Regions from separate parts of the Ovis aries genome. Here region 1 is linked to region 2. Evidence: chromatin contacts called from public Hi-C data. All regions are on one chromosome and are shown on one strand. The core of a region is the stretch at or near the end of the contact, and the rest is flanking DNA. Distances in the headings are between cores, read along the strand shown. Region 1 overlaps CCDC12 (coiled-coil domain containing 12). Region 2 holds the start of LOC101114909 (death domain-containing membrane protein NRADD-like).

Region 1 (3,660 bases), core at 383-2,882, 62 kb before region 2:
AAAAAAATGGCCGGTGGCTGAGAGTCAGATAGCCAGTGAGGGCAAGGGTGCAGAAAAGGTCCCAACAGTAAGACTGTCCTGTCTGAACAAAGTGGCCATGGGGTGGAGAGGCAGCAACAGGACAGATGTGGACAGGATGATGCTGGGACGACGCGGAAACCGACAGGTACGGGAAGAGAGCTGAGTGCGAGGCGTTACCTGTGCTTCTCGCCTTCCTCCTCCCCTTCTCTGAGCTGCTTGGTGTTTGGCTCCCCGTCTTCCTTGTCCTGCAAAGGAAGGGAGAGAGACCACTGCTCAGATGAACACCCCTCCTTCCAGTCCACACTGCCCAGGCAGCTAACGGAGAATAGGACAGCCTGGCGAGGACCAGCCTGGGGTTCCGCCAAGCACACGCCTGCTGTAGCTGACAGGCATGTTGCTGGAGCCGCCCTTCCAGCCCTCGGCTCCCCCAGCAGAATTTAAAGCCCCTGACCCCAGCCCAGGCCCAGACCTGGGGAGCCCTCAGAGTGCATGTGCAGGAAGAGCTGGAAGGTCGTGGGTGCTGAGAGTTGACGCTGGTCAGGGTCAAGGAGGGCCCATGCTGGCAGGCCAGCAGCCACCCTCATGGGTCTGGATGGAGCCACCCTCAGGAGTCGGAAGGGACAGAGCGAAGACGAGTCACCGGGAGCTTTTGTCCCGCCTCCTGAAACAAAAGCTCAGGCCTCCTGAAACCCCTCCAGGCCAGAGGCTTCTCCAGAGATACCTATTTGGTTCATTGAAGAAGTATCACTCAAGTTAGGACTAGGCTTGTACAAGTTCATTCTTGCAATGTATTAAGTGGGGCAGAGGGCAGGGGAATTGGTTTGAACTTTCCATGGGAACAATTTCTTCTAAATCTGGTTCTATAAAAAAAAACATGTATTTATTTGGCTGTGACGAGTCTTAGTGGCAGCACACGGGATCTTCCATCTTTGCCACGGCATGCAGTGTGAACGCTTGGTTGCAGCAGGCAGGATCTAGTTCTCTGATCAGGGGTTGAACCTAGCCCCCTGCTGCGGGAGCGTGGAGTCTCAACCACAGGACCACCAGGGAAATCCCTAACTCTGGTTCTTTTATCTTCCTTGCCACGCCTGGACTTCCTTCCCCCACACCACCATCCTCCCCAGCCTCTCTGCAGGTCCAGAGGAGCCACGTCCATCTCAACCCTGACAGAGCACGCTTGCTCCCCAGGTATGCCGAGGGCGTGGCAGAAGGCCACCCCATGCTGTTTCCACTCCTTCCTTACCACAAAACCACGGCAGCTGGATCAGACCTGCCTGTGGACAAGTGAACACGGAGCCTGCTCTCACATACGCGGGCCCCCGTCCCCAGGGCCTTCCTGAGAGGCCCTGGGACACAGCCCTGTCTGGGGTCTCCCTGCACGCCAGGGCTGGCCCTCCAGAGGGAGTCCCTGTGCCCCTGATTACCAGCCATGACCTGCCTTTGACTCGCTGGAGCATGTTCCGAGGAGACAACTGGAAGCCCCTGCCATGGGGAACCTGCTGCCAGGGAGATAAGAACATATAAAGTCCAAGTAAAACAGCTGCTTGTGTCACCTCTCCTAGAGGTTTGTTTATGCCACTGACAACGGCCTCCCTGAAGGTGGCACTCACATTATGAGTCACTTCCTGCCAGTGTTTGTTGTGGAGACCCTGGGAGCCACCAGACTGTGCCACCAACCCCGGCTGGGAGCTCTGGCCCAGAGAAAGGTTTCTGCGATGTGAACAGGGCAAGATGCTGACCTGGTTCTCAATCCGGGTGGCCCAGTCTCCTGGGAGGAGGCGGCAGGAATGAATGACAGCGGCCACCTGAGTGAGGTCAACACGGACCGGTGGGGTGGGTGGGTGGGGGGCTTCCTGGCTTCCTACTGAGGGGTGGGCAGAATGCAGGTGTCATAGGATGGGGAGATAGGAGCAGGAAGGGCGTTCCCAGAGGGGAGCAAGCTTGAGCAAAGAGCGGGTGTGGTCTGAAGAATACACAGGTGGCTGGAGCACAGACACACAGGTAAGGTTGTCAAGGCAGGCGGGCGGTCACACAGGGCTCTGGCCAGGGTTCTTAGGCAACGGGAGCCAGAGGAGACTCGGGGGCAGGGAACTACAGGCGGAAGGACCACAGGCCTTTCCCAGAAGCCTGCTGACGAGGCTGGGCAGGGAGGCACAGAGGCAGAAGCAGATTTGGTGATGGCCAAAGAGATGGGAGAGCAGAGTATACACTCTTAACTAAAACAGAAGTCAGGGTTCCCCATGTGGCTTCCCGCCTGCAGACACCCCTCCCTGACAAATGCTAGTGATTACACAAGCCAGCGGAGCCTGGCAGCCTACAGTCCAAAGGGCTGCAAAGAGTCGGACATGACTGAAAGAGACTCAGAACACACACGCACAGAAGCCAGAAGCCAGGACATTCAAACTCCTTCCTGGTTGCCAGCCAATGGACTTCCAGATGGCCGGGGGTCCTGCCTCAGGGGAAGGAGGTGATGGACACAACACCCGGCAGCAAGGACAGAGGAGAGAACAACAAAGGCCTAGCTTTCCCCTCAAGGGGGCTGGTGGGCAAGACCCAGCAAAGCTTCTTTCCCCGTGGGCTCTGCTAACCTGGGCCAGCTCGGGGCAGAGGGTGGGGGCTGTGGGAACAGCCTTTGGGAGCGAGTCCTTTGCAAACCCCATGCCCATTTCCCAGACCCTGAGCAAGAACAAACTCAGCAGCGTGTCTGTCACCACCCTCCCGGGGTCCCAGAGACGCTCGAGTGTCTTGGCAAAGGCCAAGTTACTCATTAATAAGTGAGAAAACAACCAATGATCTAAATGACATTTACAGAAAATGCTGCGCACTCTGGTGGGCGGCTGCGGCAGTGGCGTAGGCTGCAGAGGTCGAGGAAGCCCCCTGCAGTCGGGAGAGCAGGGTCTGTGTGAGAGCAGGGGCTCAGGAACAGCACCCATGTGTGTTGGGGGAGTGGGAGCAGGTGAACGAGTGAGCAGGCCACGCAAAGGTGTGCTGCAGTTGCCCGTGCAAAGGCAATTCGGGTAGCGCATGGCTTGGGGAGGCCCTGGCCTGGCTCACAGGCAGCGCTCACACTCCTAGGCAAGGGGACAGGAGGCACTGGCCAGCCTCATGGTCCACCCAGCCTGAGACTCTTGAAGACCCTCAGATCTGAAGGACTCACAGGACCGCCGCCAAAAGCCCTCAATTCAACCCATGGGGGAAGCTGACAAATGGCCCTTATGGAAAGGAAACACTGGCTTGGGGTCACAGAACGTGTCAGCACTGGCTGCGGGTCTGGATCGAGGTCTTCCTGAACCCAGCCCTACATTCCTGCCAAGGAGATGGGAGAGGCACTTAGTTTCTAAAAACAGCTCTGGCCTCGGTCACTTCTGCCACGCTCCCCCCGTGGATCAGATCTGGACATGTGAGATCAGACCAGTCATAGCCAGCTGGGCTGACGTCTCCGCCCTGGAAGACACCTAAGCATGTGCAGGCAGACGGCCCGGGGTGCATGGTGTCCCAGGGGATCTGGAGACTCCTCACCAGCCCCCAGACCCTTAAATCCAACTCACTGCCTAGCCCCTCCGACGCACACCTTCCCCAAACCCCCACCCTTTCCCCTCCTTCCAACCCCATGTTCTAACCCGCGCCCACGGTCCCCAC
Region 2 (3,450 bases), core at 453-2,952:
CCAACTCCTAGAGCTTACTCAGACTCATGTCCATCGAGTGGGTGATGCCATCCAATCATCTCATCCTCTGTCATCCCCTTCTCCTCCTGCCCTAAATCATTCTCAGCATCAGGGTCTTTTCCAATGAGTCAGTTCTTTGCATCAGGTGGCCAAAGTATTGGAGTTTCAGCTTCAGCATCAATCCTTCCAATGAATATTCAGGACTGATTTCCTTTATAGGATGGACTGGTTGGATCTCCTCGCAGTCCAAGAGACTCTCAAGAGTCTTTTCCATCACCACAGTTCAAAAGCATCGATTCTTTGGCGCTCAGCTTTCCTTATAGTCCAACTCTCACATCCACTACTGGAAAAACCATAGCTTTGACTAGACAGACCTTGGCTGCCAGAGTGATGTCTCTGCTTTTTAATATGCTATCTAGGTTAGTCACGTGATCCCTCAGGTGGTGGTTATTGGCAGAGAGATACTAAGAGGTGCCCCGTGGACCCTAACCCCTTTACATGCCTGTGGACACATTCTTCAAGGCCTGTCTCTGTCCTCCCATCCTCCAGGGGGGAGATCTTGCCCTGGGCCTCCCTTAGGCACACACTTGTTCATGACTCTCTTATTTGTCAGGATTTTCCTCCAGCCATCCTTCAAATGAGGACTGGGAGGTGGATGGGAGAATGAAGAGACAGATATGTGCTGGATGCATAACTCCTTGCAGTTGCGAGTTTGTATATATCACCTTCTTCCCTCCCTCCAGACTGCTGCCAGCCGCTCCTCCTCTGCCCATGAAGGTGCCGATCCGCAGCGTGGCTGTGACCAAGGAGCGCAGCCATGTGCTCGTGGGGCTGGAAGACGGCAAGCTCATCGTGGTGGGCGCAGGGCAGCCCTCAGAGGTGAGAATGCGGGCAGGGTGGGCCTTGCACAGGGTGGGAGCGTTGATCCTGGCTGACCCATGCCTGTTCCCACTAGGTGCGCAGCAGCCAGTTTGCGCGGAAGTTGTGGCGGTCCTCCTCCCGGCGCATCTCCCAGGTGTCCTCTGGGGAGACCGAGTACAACCCTGGAGAGGCCCGCTGATAGCCCGCCCGGTCCTGCCGCGCCGCCCCGCCCCCAGCGGGCTTCGCCCCAGTAGGCTCCACCCGAGAGCCCATGGGGGGCGGGGGGCAGGACACCCCGCCCACACTCAGGCGGCGGTGGGCGGGGCCCCACCTCTGCCCAGCTCTCAGGGATTGGCGGGCGATGTCACTCCAGGAAATCTTGCCCCTCGCCGGCAGAGGGGCCGCCCGGAGTCCCAGCACTGGCCCCAGCGGCCGCACAGCACTTTTTGCACAGTCTGGGGTGGGGAGCCCAGGCTCCCGATCCCCGGTCCCAGCAGAGCACAGGGGCCGGGCTGTGGCCTTAATCCTAAGGGCGACCCCTCCCATTCTCGCATCTCAGCAATAAATATGGACTAGTTTTGTAGCTGTTCTGCCTCCGAGCATGTGTACGCGTGTCTCAACCGCCCTGTGCTGGCGTCCCCTGAGCACCCACACCGCACCGTGCCCCTAGCCCCCCAGCTACGCCGCTCCTGTCCCTAGGGGCCCGGGCCTGTTTTTCTGGCAGCTTGAGGCCCAGTCCCGCTTCAGGCTCACCTCCACGCATGTGCGCGTTCCTGGTTCGGGCGGGGCCAGACCGTGGGCGGCCCCGCCCCCATCATCGCCCCGCCCCCTCGTCCAGTCCTCTGCCGCCCGGTTTCGTCTCCGCCGCCGGCTGAAAACCTGGCCTCTCCAGGGACTCCACTGCGTGTTCCCTACTGGCTTAAGGCCGGGAGGCCCCATCCTGCAGGCAGAGCCGATCCTAGGACTGACGGAGGGTCAGCCACCACAGGTCAGGAGCGGGTTGGGGACACAGCGTCGGGTCTTCCTGGAAGGAGGGAGCCGTGGCTGCCTCTCTCTACCTCCCCCATTCTGGACCCAAAATCCTGCGCTGTTGTGGTGCCAGCATCTGGGTTGGGATGCCTGTGGGAAGTCAGGGTAGTGTGGGCGTTTAGGGTGTTGCTGTGTGCGCATGTGTGCATATTTGTGGGCCTCCAGATGGGTGTGTGTGGAGGAGGGGTTGGTAGAGGCTCCAGTCTCGCAGCTCGAGGTGGGTCGGGCACAAGGCCTGGCTGTCTCTGGGAGCTAGCGTTAGTCACAGGCTCACCCGCCAACTCCGATCCAGGCAGGGTTCCTTATGTGGTAAGTGACACAACTGTACATACACATCCTTCACGTTGCAAAGGTCGCCACAGGCTCCATGCCAGACCCACTTGGCTAGTGTGCATTTTGCTGTCCACATCCGCCCCTGGCCTTATGGAGGGAAGTGAGCTTGGAGTGCAGGGGCTGGGCCAGATGTGACTGTTGGGAAGTTACAGGACTTTCGCCTAGGTCTCATCTCCATCGCTTTTCCAGGCAAGCTCCCCTTCTCTGCCCAGTCCAGGTTCTCTCCTCCCCAGGCCTCAGGAGGGAGGTCCCAGCAGGATCAGCCCTGTAAGGGCAGATGGGTCCTGGGACTGCGTGTTCTTCAGATATCCAGCCTGCAGGCCCTTTCGAAATTCCTAGATAAGAAAGGGCCCGGGTACCTCTGGGCCCACACACCCTCTTCGTTTGCTGAACCCACCAAGGAAGCCTCCCATCCTGCCCCTGACCAGGAGGTAAGGGCTGGACACTGACCCTGGAGGCAGGAGTGGGAGTTAGTCACCCCAGGAACTGTGCTCTTCTGAGAACTCTGGGGAGCTTCCATCAGCCAGTGAGTCTCCGCCTGGCTCTGGCTTATGGGGGACGGGAGTCCCCCTGGTCTTCCTGTGCTGGCTCTGGACTCAGACCCAGGGTTTGCCAAGGTCTTTGAGACCGCTGCACTCTGGTCTCCTCTAGCTTTGGCCAGCTGGGACCAGCAGTATCAGCTTCACCCCATTTGACACCGGAGGAAACTGGTCCAGATTGGCAAGTGGGAAGATGGGGAGGTGAGCAGCCCTGGAATGAATCAGGATGACATGAGCCAGCAGAGGGGGCAGACTACCCCAAGGGACTCCTGACTTGCAGCTTGAGGGATTTCCCCCTTGTTCCTACACACAGCCCCTGCTGGACTCAGAGGTCTCCCAGCTCCTTTTTCTGTGCGCTGCTCACGACACTCCAAAAACCTTCTCCAAGAAGTGCAGCCACTGGGAGCACTGCTAGCTGGTAGAACCATGCTGCAGAACTCCAGCCACAGGGAAGCCATGGTCCATGTGGGTAAGTACTTTTCGATCCAGATTTTGGGTACTGGGTAGGATGGGAGGTATCCATGGGTCCCTGGCCTTGCAGACCACATGCAAGTCTAGTTACAGCTCTGGAGCGTCTTGTTGCTTGTGCCCTGCCTGCACTGGTTTGTAGGACAGCTGACTTGCCGGCAGAAGTGAGCAGCAGCATTTACTTGCCTTCCAGTTCAGTTTTTAATTTATTTTTGGCTAT

What was found. Hi-C and Micro-C count contacts between places; a contact is called where the count stands out from the background.
Region 1: a Hi-C map of liver shows a contact between it and region 2, with 3 times the contacts expected there. The contact joins the enhancer-like site here to the promoter of LOC101114909 in region 2. A contact is called at or near these places in 8 of 16 Hi-C or Micro-C datasets (blood, liver, mesenteric adipose tissue and 3 more).

The regions. Positions count from the first base shown.
Region 1 is chr19:52,574,538-52,578,197 of ARS-UI_Ramb_v3.0, reverse strand. It overlaps CCDC12 (coiled-coil domain containing 12), which reads right to left. Exons shown (of 7, transcript XM_004018503.6): 2 at 199-266. Among named protein-coding and RNA genes, the nearest start is that of CCDC12, 31 kb to the right of the region's middle. Within about 2 kb of position 1,632, at least 10 of the 54 cell types and tissues checked have an H3K27ac peak or open chromatin away from gene starts, as enhancers often do. A contact at or near this core is called in liver, where this site is marked.
Region 2 is chr19:52,513,159-52,516,608 of ARS-UI_Ramb_v3.0, reverse strand. LOC101114909 (death domain-containing membrane protein NRADD-like) reads left to right here and starts at 1,702. Exons shown (of 5, transcript XM_060402924.1): 1 at 1,702-2,963; 2 at 3,076-3,231. The coding sequence starts at 3,189. NBEAL2 (neurobeachin like 2) reads left to right here. Exons shown (of 53, transcript XM_042236339.2): 52 at 744-879; 53 at 956-1,444. The coding sequence ends at 1,060.